Regions from separate parts of the Sus scrofa genome. Here region 2 is linked to region 1. A link is a contact called in public HiChIP or PLAC-seq data. All regions are on one chromosome and are shown on one strand. The core of a region is the stretch at or near the end of the contact, and the rest is flanking DNA. Distances in the headings are between cores, read along the strand shown. Region 1 overlaps ARHGAP25 (rho GTPase-activating protein 25). Region 2 holds the start of ARHGAP25 (rho GTPase-activating protein 25).

Region 1 (7,457 bases), core at 3,872-6,371:
TCCCACAAGCTACACTGCCCTGTGGGTTGTGAAAGCATGCTCTGAAGGCTGCAGAGACCTGAAGAAATGAGAGGGAGAAAAGGAACCCAAGGTATATAACAATTCAGTTTGTTTGTTTGTTTGTTTGGCTTTTTAGGGCTGCACCCAAGGTATATGGAGGTTCCCAGGCTAGGAGTCCAATTGGAGCTACAGCTGTTGGCTTACACGAGAGCCACAGCAACTCGGGATCTGAGCCACGTCTGCGACCTACACCACAGCTCACAGCAACGCCAGATCCTTAACCCACTGAGCAAGGCCAGGGATTGAACCTGCAACCACATGGTTCCTAGCGGATACATTAACCACTGAGCCACGCCGGGAACTCCACAATTCAATACTTTTATGCTCCATGACTTGTGCTGGCAAACACACAAAGATGCTTAAAGGTCTTATAACCTGATTGGATGGAGCCGTAGGCACAGTTTAGTGAGTGCTAATGCACCCTGCAAAGGCCAGAGAGCAAAACTCAGAGGCCAGCCTCCAGAGGAAGACAGCAAAGCTGGTCCCACAAGACTGAGTGACAATTTGCAAGGTGGCTGCCAGCCCTCTGGGGTTGGAACAGAGATCAAGTTTCCATGTGGACACTTTCTGGGAAGGCAGAACCCTCTACCTAAAAGGAAGGGGTGGTTTGGGGAAAACGGGCAACTGTGAGCCTGGGAACAAGGCACCAGAAGTTGACATATGATCACCTTCCTTCCCTTTCTTCTACTTAAATTGGGAAAATGTAGGATCGTATCCAGAATTTCTGGGGAAAAAGCTAATCTAACCTTTCCAGCCAAGCCCTTAGGAAAGAGTAGGGGAGAGAGAGAGAGAGAAGGAGAGATTATCTGCCTAAGGAAGAGAAAGGCTGGAACACCAAGATGCACACAAAGTTCCACTCCCAGTTAGAATAGTATGATTTATAATAAAAAATATATATACTTGGTCTTCCACCCATTTCCTGAGAGAGTTCCTAGAGCTCTTGGTATTTCCTGTGATTCGAGCATTAAAGTGGCTTTTGTTATGTTAAAGAGGTGACTTTGGAATCCTAGCTGAGGCTGGAGCTGGTTGCCAGGGTTTGGACTTTAAGTCCCAAAGGCTGAGAAGGGGAGAGGGGCTGGTGATTGAGTTTAATCACCAATGGCCAAAGATTTAATCCACCCTGTCTATGCAAGAGAGCCTCCGTACAAACCCAAAAGAAAGGGTTCAGAGAGCTTCTGGCTTGGTGCCCACAGGAGGTGGTGACCGCGGGGCACTAGCAGAGGGCATGGAATCTCTGTGTCCCTTCCCTCTCCCTTTCCCGTGTATCTTCTCTATCTAGGTTTTGTCCTATAATAAACCAGTAACCTAGTAAGTAAACTGGCTTCCTCTGTTCTGTGAGTCTCTCTCGCAAATTATTTGAACCCAGGGAACTGAAACCTAAGCAGAGCCCTGTGGGGTTCCCGGACCCACAAGCTTTCCTGTGTCCCCCACTTATTGTTTCGGGGGAATGAGCTTCAGCCTCCAAGACTGCGTGCCAAAAAGCAGGTTCAAACAGTGGTTACTCAGGGAAGGGAGGGGATGCAGACACCTGGGAGGAGCCATCTAGAGACAATAGTGCAGCCTGGGGGCAGGGTCCTGGTTCCTCCTCAGGGAATATACCTAACACTATCTTCGAATTCTTCAGCGGAACTAAAACCCTCAACAAATGAAGATGCTGATGAGGCATTCTTCATTCCTAAAGAAGGATCATCAGAACCAATCCTGGGACCACCTAAAAACCAGCTTTGAAAAACAAGGCAATCTCTCTTCTACCTGCTCTGTATCAATGGCCCTATTTTTCACTCCCAAACTATAAAACCACCTCCCAATTTCTCCCAAGGGGAGCATGGTCTTTAAGGCCTTAGCCTGCTGTGGCCTCCTGGGTTCAGCAAAGCAATAACGCTATCTTTCTTTCCTTCACTGCACTCAAAACTCTGTTTCTGAGTTTGTACTCCGCACAGGTGACAGAGGCCGAGCCACATCATTGGCACCTTCAATCTATAGCTTGTTGGTTAGAGGCACAGGACAATCTGGACTCGCCATAGTGGGGGGGGCGAGTCCACTCCATAGTGTTGGAGGACTGAGCCCTTAACCTGTAAAATCTGAAGCTATCTCTGTCTGGACAGTGTTAGAATTGAGTTGAACTGTAGAACCCCTAGCTGGTGCTCAAGATCTGCTTGGACTGTCAGACCCCTCACTGTGCTCCCCCCGCCCCCCCCCACCCATTGGACTTGGTCTCAGAATCAGACAAGGTAGAGCCAGTTCAGAGGCAGGAAGAGCCAAGAGGAAGGAGCTGGGTGTGCCGTGGGAACTGTTACCAGCAGGCAGAAAGCTAGGTGTGAGCAGGGAAGGGGGGGCACAGGCCAGGTAGCAGGAAACCATGTGTCCCTCGTGTAAACAGCCATGTCCATGGGCAGACAAAGAAAGCAGGAAGCTCCAGACTAACAGGAAACCACAAATTTTGGGTGATAAGTGTCCTGGAGGCAGACAAAGAAAGGTGGGAAAAGGCAGGAATCTGCAGCATCTAAATGTAACCTTTTGCTTATTATGCCCTCCTTCCAATACAATTAGCCTTGTAGATAGATTCCCATCAAGCACCAAGGCCTTGACACTTCTGATCAAGGCCAAATAAGGACCAAAATCTCTCCTCCCTTTGGGAAGGTGGAGCGGGCAGGGGGTGAAAATCAGGGAGTATGACCTCCCAAGACCCTCCTTCGCCAGTGAATATTCTGCCCCTTCATTTGTATGCCCCAAATAACCTGTGTGCCAAAGAAACCCAGGGCAGCTGCTCACCCATCTGCTTGCTCCCTGTCTGGGGGCATATTCTCCCTGAAACACATCCTCGTTTGACTTTCTCCATCTCCTTGTCTCGCTTCTGAGTTCCTTCTGTGACAAGACAGGAATCTTTTGCTGGAAACAGAACTGCATCTCTCCCATCCAGGAGGAAAGAGAGCTTGAACTGGGCAGGAATTGGGACAGGAAGAGGGCTCAGCTCTACCTGTGGCCTGTGGAAGTTCCCAGGCTAGGAGTCACATCGGGGCTGCAGCTGCTGACCTACACCACAGCTCACGGCAACGCTGGATCCTTAACCCACTGAGTGAGGCCAGGGATCAAACCTATATCCTCATAGATTCTAGTTGGGTTTGTTACTGCTGAGTCACAACAGGAATTCCTGAGAACAGCTTCTAAAATGTAAAATTCTTTCATTACTTGGGGCGTCCTGATGGACTACAGTTGAATGCAAAATTGTTTTGTCTGGACATCTGTTTTTCTGGGGACCATTTCCAGAGCTTTGTGTGGATACTCCAAGGAGTTTGCAAACCATAAAGAGTTTTGCCAAAATTCACCACTGACCCCCTTGGAAGGAGATCATTCTGGAGGAAGAAAAGCATTTATGGAAGAAGTTCCCAGATGAGCTGACCTTCATTTGATAGAGAGAAGGGCCTCAGGGAGCAGAACACAGCATCGCTCTGAAAAGAGGAGGCCACTTTTTCACTCATTCACTTAATAAATGTTTATTGAGCACCTGCTATATCAGGCCCTGCTTAGTGTCAGGGATACAATACTGAACAAAACAGAGGGGGAAGATCCTGACAAGTAGATTGCAACTTTCATGATAATAAGGGGAGACCAACTACAAATAAAACAAATGAGTAAAGTATTTAGAGGGTTGGAAGGGGGCAAGTGCTAACAAAACCAAAGAGGAAAGAGGGATGGGGGGTGGGTAGGAAGAGGGGAAGGCAGGGAGGGGGTTCAGTGTTAAGTGGGATGATCAGGAGAAGGCCTGCTGAGGTGATTTTGAGCAAAGATCTGAGGTGGGCATGGGACAAGCTACCTGGGGAAGGAGGAGTCCAGACAGAGCAAGCAGCAAGTGCAAAGGCCCTGAGGCAGAATGTGCCGAGGGTGTCTGGGGATGAGAGTGAGGAGGCTGCTAAATCTAGAAGGAAATGAATACTGGAGAAGGTTCTAGAAAACAAGGTCAGGAGTTCCCTTCGTGGCGCAACAGAAACGAATCTGACTAGGAACCATGAGGTTTCGGGTTTGATCCTTGGCCTTGCTCTGAGGGTTAAGGATCCGGCGTTGCCGTGAGCTGTAGTGTAGGTGGCAGATGCAGCTCGGGTCTGGCGTTGCTGTGGCTCTGGCGGAGGCTGGCAGCTGTAGCTCCGATTGGATCCCTAGCCTGGGAACTTCCATATGCCGCAGGTGCGGCCCTAAAAAGACAAAAGACAAAAAGACAAAAAGACAAAAAGACAAAAAAAAAAAAGAAAAGAAAGCAAGGTCAGAGAGATCATGCGGGAGGGGGAAGATTGTGCACGGGAAGTCATGATAAGTGACTCTTCCTCTGAGAGAAAAAGGAAGCTACTAGACAGTGCTCAGCAGAGAAGGGTCTGGACAAAACAGATTTAACAGGCTCCCTTTTCTGCTCTGTTGGAAACAGACTGTAGGAAGGCAAGGCCAAAACACGTGGAGATGAGTTTGGGGACCACTGCTGCAATTGGGACAGACGGTCTGGCACCTCCACCAGGAAGACAGTGGTAAAGGTGGTGAGGAGGGGGTAGGTTCCAGGTAGAAAAGGCCATAGAAAGTTTCAAGAAGGGCTGGAAAATGACAGCAGCAACCTATCTTGGTGACTTTCCAAACACTTGAGAGCGGTCCCTGGCCCATCCAGCAGACCTCGATCAGAGGCACTTAACAAAGCCGAAGAGGGCCCCCTTGACAGCAGGGCCCCTTGGACAAAGCATTTACTTCCTCAGGTCTGAAGTTTCGGACAAACAGGAAGAACAAATGTCTGATTCGTCCCATGGCCTTAGACTGAATTCTGCTATCTTAAAATGCCTTCTCATCCTGAGATCTCTGATTTTGGCTTAATGCAAGGCTAAAAAGACATCTGAGATGCCACATCAATTCAAGCCTTGTTCTTTGAATAAATAAATAGTGCGGCTTTCTTGTTTCTCCCCCCTTGGACTTTCCTCTGCCTACAGGACTTCCGCTTGACTTGCCTCTGACGGGGGCAGGGGGGCAGGGGGGCGGGCGGTGGCACTGAGTGGGGCGAGAGAGAAATCCCCCTGGGGACCATGACCGATGTCGTGGTTCACCGTGACAAGGCTGAGCGGAGCAGCACCCAGGGCACAGGTGCTGGTCCCAACACATCCACGGCATTTTGACTCAGAACAGCTACCTAATGAGACAACGCCTACTACCCTTGTCAGTGCAGACAGCCTAATGCACTGGACGGGGGAAAACAGAAAACGTCAATAACCTCACGATCCAGGGTAATAACGAAGGTCACAGAGAAGACCATCCAAGGTGAGCAGCACGTAACAGAACTTTAATAAATAAACCTCATCTCCGTCTGATGAGCACCATTAAAAAATACTGTTTGGGAATCGGGAAATGGTTAAGGAAACTACACTCTGCTTCTTTGCTAATCTGTTTCAGCTTTTTTTTTTTTTTTTTGCTCTTTAGGGCTATATCTGGCATATGGAAGTTCCCAGGCTAGGGATCGAATCATAGCTGCAGCTGCCAGCCTACACCACGCCCACAGAAACACCAGATCAGAGCCACGCCTGTGACCTACACCACAGCTCACAACAACACTGGATCCTTAACTCACTGAGCAGAGCCAGGGTTCAAACCAGCATCCTCATAAATACTAGTTGTTGTTTCCACTGAGCCACAGTGGAAACTCTGGTTGTAGCTATCTGTAAGAGGCAGGCCCTCGTGAGTTTGTTTGGCTGTCCCATCCAGGTCACTTCTTTTCACGAAGCCCTCCTGTGCAGGTCACAGGCCACAGGACTGCCTCCCTGACTCTGGCTGAGAACCTTCCGCTGGTCCACAAGGGAGAAATATAGCAAGGCTGGGCTGGCACAGCAGAGTTTGAGACAGGCGTGAGCACTGGAAGGCTGCTAACTAGAAACAAACAGGCAGAGAAAAGCAGAATGAGAAGCTGCTGCCTGGCCCCAGCGAAACTGCTCAGTTCTCAGCCCCAGTCCGTTAAGCCCTTGGTTTCTTGGAGTGGGAACTGCATCTGCCCAGCAAAGCCCTCTGTGTTGCTTAACGTCATTTGGCTGAAATTTATCAATTAGGATTTTGCAGCCATTTGGAAAGATAAAGCTATAAAAGAAAAGGTATTAAATTGCATAGCTCCCATGTTTGTAGTCCTAAGAAAAAGCCATGTAGATATGAATGCCAGCTGGAAGGAAAATAGCAACCCACCTCTGGTAATTTTACGAGTGATTATTTTCCTACGTTTTTTCGAATGACCACAAGATTGTTAAGGTGCTCATAATTTTCAAAAGAAACTATTGGGCAACCAAATAAACATTTAATATGTGAGCTATAAAGCCCCCTTAAATGATTTTCGAAGTAACAGCCTAGTGGATAAATGACCATATTTGATACAGTTGTCCCAGAATTGACAGAAATGAGAATGTTCCCCAAAAGGTAAAGGAAAATGGTCACTTGAGATCTCATCCACATCAGTTCTTTCACATTTTTACAAAAGGAAAAACAAACAGATTCAGTAGTTTGTTCATTTCGGATTTTTTGCACATTAGTTATTCACAGGCAGGGCCCTCCTACAGTGTAGACAACATCAGGGTTCTCAGAGAGCTTGGATTCGTAACCTCGAACTTGAGCTTCTAAGTTCAAACACTCATAACTCAGAAATGTGTTCAACCCTGAATCCACTATGGCCCTGCAAGATTCCAGACACAATTCCCAAACCTCTTCCCCGTCCAACCACCCCAATTCTGGTTTTTTGTTTATTTGTTTTCTTGTTGTTGTTGGGGCTGTTTGTTTGTTTTTTGCTTTTTAGGGCTGTACCCACAACATAGCCTGGAAGTTCCCAGGCTAGGGGTCGAATCAGAGCTGCAGCTGCCAGCCTATACCACAGCCACAGCAAAGGTGGATCTGAGCCAAATCTTCAGCCTATACCACAGCTCACAGCCACACCAGATCCTTAACCCACTGAGCGATGCCAGGGATCTACCCTGAGTCTTCATGGATACTAATCAGGTTCGTTACCACTGAGCCATGACGGGAACTCCCACCAACCACCCCGATTTGAACAGCAGCTTTATCTTCCTGTGCTGATCAGCCTAACCTGATGCTTGCCATCAACTCTCTTAAGTGCCAAAGCCCCCATAACTGGGCAGGCTCTTGGTACTATTGAAGGTTAGTGCTGCCAGGGGTCAGCTGGTCCAGTCCGTTCATTTTACTGATGAGAGCACGGTGTCCAGAGAGGAGAAAGGACTGCTTCAGCGCTGTGCACACACTTGCTGATGAGTGTGCAAAGGGCCTGCGGTCATTCCAGCTCTTCTGGAGTCAGCTCTTTGAGATCACCCAAGGAGGGAAGTTTGAGCCTTGGCACTGAGCACAGCCTCAGACTCTGGTGGCCTTCTCTGAACACTGTTCAA
Region 2 (7,048 bases), core at 4,100-6,599, 58 kb after region 1:
CCACATTTCCATATGCGTATTGGTGCTATTATCCTTATCCTGTAAAATGCTTATTCTCCTTGTCTATTTTTATTTATTTATTTACTTATGTTAAACCGAATTTTTATTTTTATATTTATTTATTTTGTCTTTTTAGGGTCGCACCCGCGCCATGTGGAGGTTCCCGGGCTGGGGTCTAATCAGAGCTGTTGCTGCCGGCCTACGCCAGAGCCATAGCAATGCGGGATCTGAGCCGCATCTGTGACCTACACCACAGCTCACGGCAACACTGGATCTTTAACCCACTGAGCGAAGCCAGGGATTGAACCCAAGTCCTCATGGATATTGGTTGGGATCATTAACTGCTAAGCCAGAATAGGAACTCTGTTGTCTATTTTTAGATCTTTTTTATTGATTCATGGGACTTCTTTATGTATTCATTCTATCTCTGTGTATTTCTGTATCTATCTATGCACCTATCTAAAGCTATACTTTCAAATCCGACTTCTTTTAACAAGAATAATACTGTACATTACATAAAGCTTTATGGTTTTACCAATTGGTCTAGTTACAAGGGCCTTAAGTAACATATACATTTATTCCCTTTACTCCGATTTTCTAAAGGCCAAAACTAGATCCCATATCAGACAAATAATGATTTATCAAGTGGGAAACAAAAACCCCTCCACTATTGTCCTCATTCACTTTACTACTTGGAACATTAGAATAATGAATGTTTGTTTCTGGATAATTTTTTTCCCAACATTAAATTTCAGATAGAAAAGAAAATTGAAAACAACCACCCCAACACAGTCACTTTTTAAATATATCCCAGTCAGGATGCTCTCTTGGGCCCATTCTCTCCTAGTTTGGCTTAAGGGAACAGAGGAAAAATAAGATGTTCCTGGATGGTCAGGACCCTCTTGATGGAACATGGAATATGCCAGACTCCTGGACAGTGTGCACAAAAGGATGCTACATCCTAGAACCAGCCTCCAGGGCTTAACGATTCAATTAGGAAGACAAGTATGTGAAAGTAAAAGATTTGAATCACGCTCTACGAATGTAGTTGAAGGCTGTCTTCCTCGTTGGACTAAGACTGAAGATGCTGAAGGTCAAAGGAAGAAATGTGGGTTCTTTTCTCCTCCTCCAGTCAAGCCTGTTTGCTCTGCATTTTCTGCTCCTCCCACCCTTGTTCCCTCCCAGGACCAATAGGTCAGAGGCAGGTTGGCCTGGGTCACATTCTCCTGTCACTTCCAAGACCATGGTGTGGTCTCTGGCCAGGCTGCCAGCCTCTGGGGCCCTCCCCAGTTTCTGAGATGGAAACACTGAGGAGGAGAGTCGGTCCCCCCCACCCCCACCCCCGCACCCTCCGGCTCTCAGAGACTTTCACTTTCACTCCAGCTCTGGCTCAGCACTCACAAGATTTAGAGGGAGCTGGAAGTGCCACTCGCTAAAAAAATTGTTGGGGCCCCTTCCTGCACCACATCATGGGTCTGTGTCTTGCTGTTTCCCTAAGCCTGTGCTCAACCTGGTATCCTCCTATGGTCCTGCCCATCCCCTGAAGTTATAACCCACTAAGAGCCTCTTGAAAATTGACCTTGACAATGAGTTATGAGCTAATACTTGGGTTCTACCTCTAAGGGACCTTGTTAAGCACACCCTTTTGGTGATAATCCACTCCAGTGATTCTCCACTGGGAACAATGTCTCTCCCCAGATATCCAGTAATGTCTATAGATATTTTTGGTTGTCACAACTGGTGGTGGTAGAGGGGTGAGACCATCATCTAGTGGAGAGAGGTCAAGGATGCTGCTAACATCCTATACTGCACAGGATAGCTCCCATCACTCAGCATTAACCAGACCCAAACAGCCATAGTGCCCAGGTTAAGAAACCATGACCTACTACTCCTCAGTAGCTCAGCCTGGAAAAACCACAGATCATTGATTCCCTGACATGATTCCCAGCTTCACACTTCTCTCTCTCTCTCTCTTTTTTTTTTTTTTTTTGTCTTTTTAGGGCCACACTCACGGCACATGGAGGTTCCCAGGCTAAGCGTTGAATCAGAGCTGTAGCTGCCGGCCTATACCACAGCCACAGCAATGTGGGATTGAGCCACGTCTGTGACCTACACCACAGCTCATGGCAACGCCAGATCCTTAACCCACTGAGAGAGGCCAGGGATCGAACCTGAATGCTCGAGGATGCCAGTAAGATTCGTTTCCGCTGAGCCATGATGGGAATTCCCTCCACACATCTTAACAGACGTGAGCTTCTTTGACTACTGTTAAGCCAGTTCCTACAGTTGCACCTGGACATAGGATGCTAGAGAGGGGACCAGAGGTCCCCTGGCTGAGTCAGCAGCTCTCTTCCTTCAGAGGGCTCCGCTTGTGATCTGTATTCTCATCAATGTGACACTCGCAAAAGGTATTGTGGCTATAGTCCAACCTCCTGCAGCAGCCAACTTGAAATGGTATGGATAATGACAAGGGCTCCTCTACATTTCATTATGTAATTATGATTTTTTTCATTAAATAATATTAAACATCATCTGCTTGTGCTCAGTCATTCATTCAGTCAACAAATATTTGCCAGGTGCCCACTAGGACCAAGCACCATGCCCTATGCTAGATGCACAGTAATAGTCCAAGTCTACTCACTCAGACCACAGTGCCTACAGCAGGACTTCTTGATCACATAGTAAGAAGGGCTGGGGGCTTATTCGATGGCAGATGCTTGGGTCTCCCTTCAAATATCCTGATTTTACAAGTCAGCATGATGCCCAGGAGTATGCACTTTAAGCAAGCACTTGTAGTGACTTGTGATACAGGCTAACCATTGGACCATGACTTAAGAAATGCTGGCAGAAATCATGGAAATCTACCCAACTTCATCCCAGGTCTGAGATTATGCAGCCCTGTGCTGTAATGTGGTAATATCCAATATCTCTGAAAAAAAAATTTGTTTAACCATTTAATCAATTAATCATCAATGGTCTTATTTGCCATTTTTAAACAGAAGAAGAGTATGACCTATTCAAACACACTTGGCGAGAGGATAGAACTATCCTACATAAATAGAAGCAAGGCACTTTCAAAGGAACAGAACTATCATTTTACTTTTTTTTGGGGGGGAGTGTTGGGGGGTTTTTTTTGTTAGTTTTTGGTTTTTTGTCTTTTTAGGGCCACACTATGGCTTATGGAGGTTCCCAGGCTAGGGGTTGAGTCGGAGCTACAGCTGCCGGCCTAGGCCACAGCCACAGCGTTGCAGGATCCAAGCCGCCTCTGTGACCTACACCATAGCTCATGGCAATGCGGGATCTTTAACGCACTGAGTGAGGCCAGGGATGGAACCCGCATCCTCGTGGATCCTAGTCGGGTTCATTAACTGCTGTGCCACAATGGGAACTCCTGTAGAAGTTTTACTTTTAAAAACACATTTTCGGAGTTCCCGTTGTGGCTCAGTGGTTAACGAATCCGACTAGGAACCATGAGGTTGCGGGTTTGATCCCTGGCCTCGCTCAGTGGGTTAAGGATCTGCCGTTGCCATAAGTTGTGGTGTAGGTCACAGACGTGGCTCGGATCCCACGTTGCTGTGGCTGTGACGTAGGCTGGCAGCTATAGCTCCGATTCGACCCCTAGCCTGGGAACCTCCATATGCCACAGGTGTGGCCCCAGAAAAGACAAAAAAAAAAAATAAAAAATAAATAAAAACACATTTTCGTGACCTACAATAGAATAAGAATTAACCACAGTCACTGATACCACAGTCGTTAGGAGGTATGCACACTCCCCATTCTCTGAACTGACCTCAGGATCCAATGATTCCCAGGACCTCCGGTCCTCTCTGCAGACTAAGATAAATGGCTTCTCTGATTCTCTCAATTTTCCTTCAAATTCTTTCTCAGACTTACATCATTAACACTCAGTTACGTGACTTTGGAAGGGATCCCTTCTTTTCATAGCACATTAACCCCTGTTAGAAGCCCAAGTCGAAACGCTGCTCCAAGCAAAACCTTTCCAAGGCCTCAGAAACACCTTACCTCTGATCTATATCGAATACCAAGGACGTTATCTCACTACACAAGCGTAAGTAGAACATACAGGGAATCATCTCCAGCCCAACTGCTCCACTCTAAACTACCGTGATTGATACTAGAAGAAACCCATCCAAAGAACTTCAAGATAACAATTACAGAACAGATTAAAATCAATGTATCACCATCAGCACCAATGACAGGAGAGGCTGATAAAAGGCCAGTATATTTCAGGAAGCATGCCAGACTCCCTTAAGGTAATTACTCTTAAAATCTCTTTTATTTCAACTCCTTTTAAGAATTCCCTTCCATTCTGTCCCTTTAATTAAATATCTTTATTCTGCCTTCAAGCGTCTCTAAGTTCCTGTCTTGCCCGCCGTGTTTACTTTTTGCTACAAATAACACCACTCCAAGTCCCCAGAGTCCGCGAAGACGGTCTAGTGACCCAGTGAGCTCACTGAACAGAACTCCTTGTGTTCCCTTAGAGATCAAGCACTTCCAAGGACGCCTTTCAAAACCCACTCAAAATATGGATGAACGTCCAAACAGGAGGGAAATGATCCTTTCATGATAAACAAAGAAAAACTCACAGTGTTTTGTGTGATCTGTAGCCTTCATCCATCCCAAATAGCACAGATCCGGCACACGGAGGAGCTCCATTCCTGCCACCTCCCAACAAATGAAAAGCCGTCCCCAGCATCTGGGAACTTTGAGCCAACCTGTCTGTGTGAATGCAAATCTCACCCCAAACCCAGCTTTGCCCGAGAGATCCATTTTTAAGCAGACTATGCTTCCTGCAGACCGACATGCAAATGGTGGGAACTCAAGTATAAGAACCACAGATGCAGCCAAAAGGCATTGACCTTACCTATTTTCCCAGCCTCCCCTCGCAGGCTGAAGTCCCAGTTTCTCGGCAGCTTCAGGGACATGTTGCTTCTGGGTCAGGTGAGGAGCTGCCCAAGCCGGGAGTTTGCAACGATTCGCGCCCTGCTGGTCTTTTTGATCTTCTTGCTGGTGTGTGTGTGTTTTCCCCTTTGTGATGGCTTCGCAGGCACTCCTGGGTTTGAAGTTGATTCACCAACGTGTCGTCTCCTTTCTCTCAGATGAAAGGTCCATCCATCTGTCACCGGGGATGGCACCCCAGCCCTCCCCTGGTCCCTCGGGGACTCGTGCCTTGTGAAGTGTGCACTCTGCTTGTCTTGCTTTCAGTATTACCAGAAAGATCCCAGTTGACACTTCGCTCTGCGTCATGGGAAAGCAAAGCTCCTGTTCGAAAGAATCTCAGGCCTCACTGAGGCGAGGTCGTGATAAACAACGGCTGCCTCTTGGCTTTTTTTTTTTTTTTTTTTAACTGTCTGCTTCCTTGCATTTGAGGAAGTGGGTGGCTGTTCAGGGTAGATGATGCATTATAAATTCTTTCTTGAGAAAATGATTTTTGGAAATGCTTCTGTAAGTGGAGGGAGTGCTGTTAGGACACAAGCCTATAGCTCTGAGTAAAAGATAAAGAGAAGAAAATTCCAGGACCCTGGCCACCGACGTGTAAGCCTCCCTTCTCTCTTGACAGACTGGGCTTTCAAAAACTCTCAGTAAGACAAACAGCATCCACCAAAATTACCTTCCTTTATTTATTTTTAGTTTTATTTTTTTAAAGTTAACTACTTTTAATTCTTCTTGCTCTAAGGCCTACATAGTAAGTTCTCCACCTGCTCAGGACAAAAGGTTCCAAGTGATCTCAGCCTGATGTCGGGAGGGTCTGGAAGCATTTAGCTAATGAGTCCGCTTTAGCTACATAGACCCACTCACATGTTAAGATGGTTCTTTAACCTTATGTACAGGGTGTGGGTTTGGGAATCTGATTGACATGGGTTCCAAACTCAGTTTTTCTTCTTCCTAGCTCAGCAGCTGTTAACAAGCAACTGCAACTCTCTGGGCCTCAGTATCCTTGGCAGTAAAATGGGTTGATAGTAGCCATGAGTGCACAGAACTGTGAAAGCATTTAGTACAGAGCTTGACACACAGTTGTTGCACCACAAACATTAATGCAAACCTTATTCCCTTCAGTTCAGTTCTGTGACAGGCTTTCCTATGTCCAACTGGATCAGACTAACTTAAGTGATTAAGTATTTGGGCCCAGAGCCAGACTGAGGGGTGTTCAAATCCCATCTCTACTACTTTCTTGCTGTGTGACTTTGGACACGTTTCTTGACTACTCTGTGCTTTAATATCCTGATCTATAAATGAGGCAGATCACAGGGCCTACTTCAGAGGCTGTTATGAGGCTTACTAAAGATAGTAGGTGATAAGTTTCCTAAGGCTATAAGGTGGTAGGCTAATGAGACAGGAGATAAGAGTGTTCACAAGAGCCACTGCATGGCCAATGCACAAGCTCCACATCCCTTCATTCTTCAGCTCTCCTGGATGACTCTGCCATGCTTCCGCCTTTGCCTTGCACATGCTCACTCTGTTGGTGACCCGGCTTCCTGTTTCATTGAGAAAGCTGATGCTGCTGGAGAAGAAGGTCGGCAAGCTCCTGCCACCACACCTGCCCACCCGCCTGCGTTTGAGCGCGCACAGAGTCTTCTCTCAGTCATGATGGATGAGCTGTGTCACCCCTCCTCCATCTTTACCGTGTCATCCATTTCTTCCTTCTCTGGGATCATTCCCACCAATATTCAAACTTATTCTTTTTTCTTCTAGGGTTTTTTAAAAAAATCTCTTTTGATACCACTTCTCCTTTTGTCTACAGCCCCATTTGTCTCCTTCATTTCTTTTTTCTTTCATTCTTTTTTTTTCAGGGCCGCACTTGTGGCATACGGAAGCTCCTAGACCAGGGGTTGAATCAGAGCTGCAGCTGCCGGCCTACGCCATAGTCACAGCAACACATCAGTGACCTACACTGCAGCTTAGAGCAAGGCCAGATCCTTAACCCACTGAGTAGGGCCAGGGATAGAACCTGTGTCCTCATGGATACTAGTCAGGTTCTTAACCTGCTGAGCCACAAGGGGAACTCCTCTCCTTCATTTCGAGCCAA

What was found. HiChIP or PLAC-seq counts read pairs in DNA pulled down with a chosen protein or histone mark.
Region 2: a contact with region 1 is called in an H3K27ac HiChIP or PLAC-seq map of alveolar macrophages. The contact joins the promoter of ARHGAP25 here to the enhancer-like site in region 1.

What each region holds. Positions count from the first base shown.
Region 1 is chr3:73,586,735-73,594,191 of Sscrofa11.1, forward strand. All of the region lies in intron 3 of ARHGAP25 (rho GTPase-activating protein 25), which reads right to left. Among named protein-coding and RNA genes, the nearest start is that of ARHGAP25, 60 kb to the right of the region's middle. Within about 2 kb of position 5,122, at least 14 of the 83 cell types and tissues checked have an H3K27ac peak or open chromatin away from gene starts, as enhancers often do. A contact at or near this core is called in alveolar macrophages, where this site is marked.
Region 2 is chr3:73,644,648-73,651,695 of Sscrofa11.1, forward strand. ARHGAP25 (rho GTPase-activating protein 25) reads right to left here and starts at 5,350. Exons shown (of 10, transcript XM_021087416.1): 1 at 4,886-5,350. The coding sequence starts at 4,946.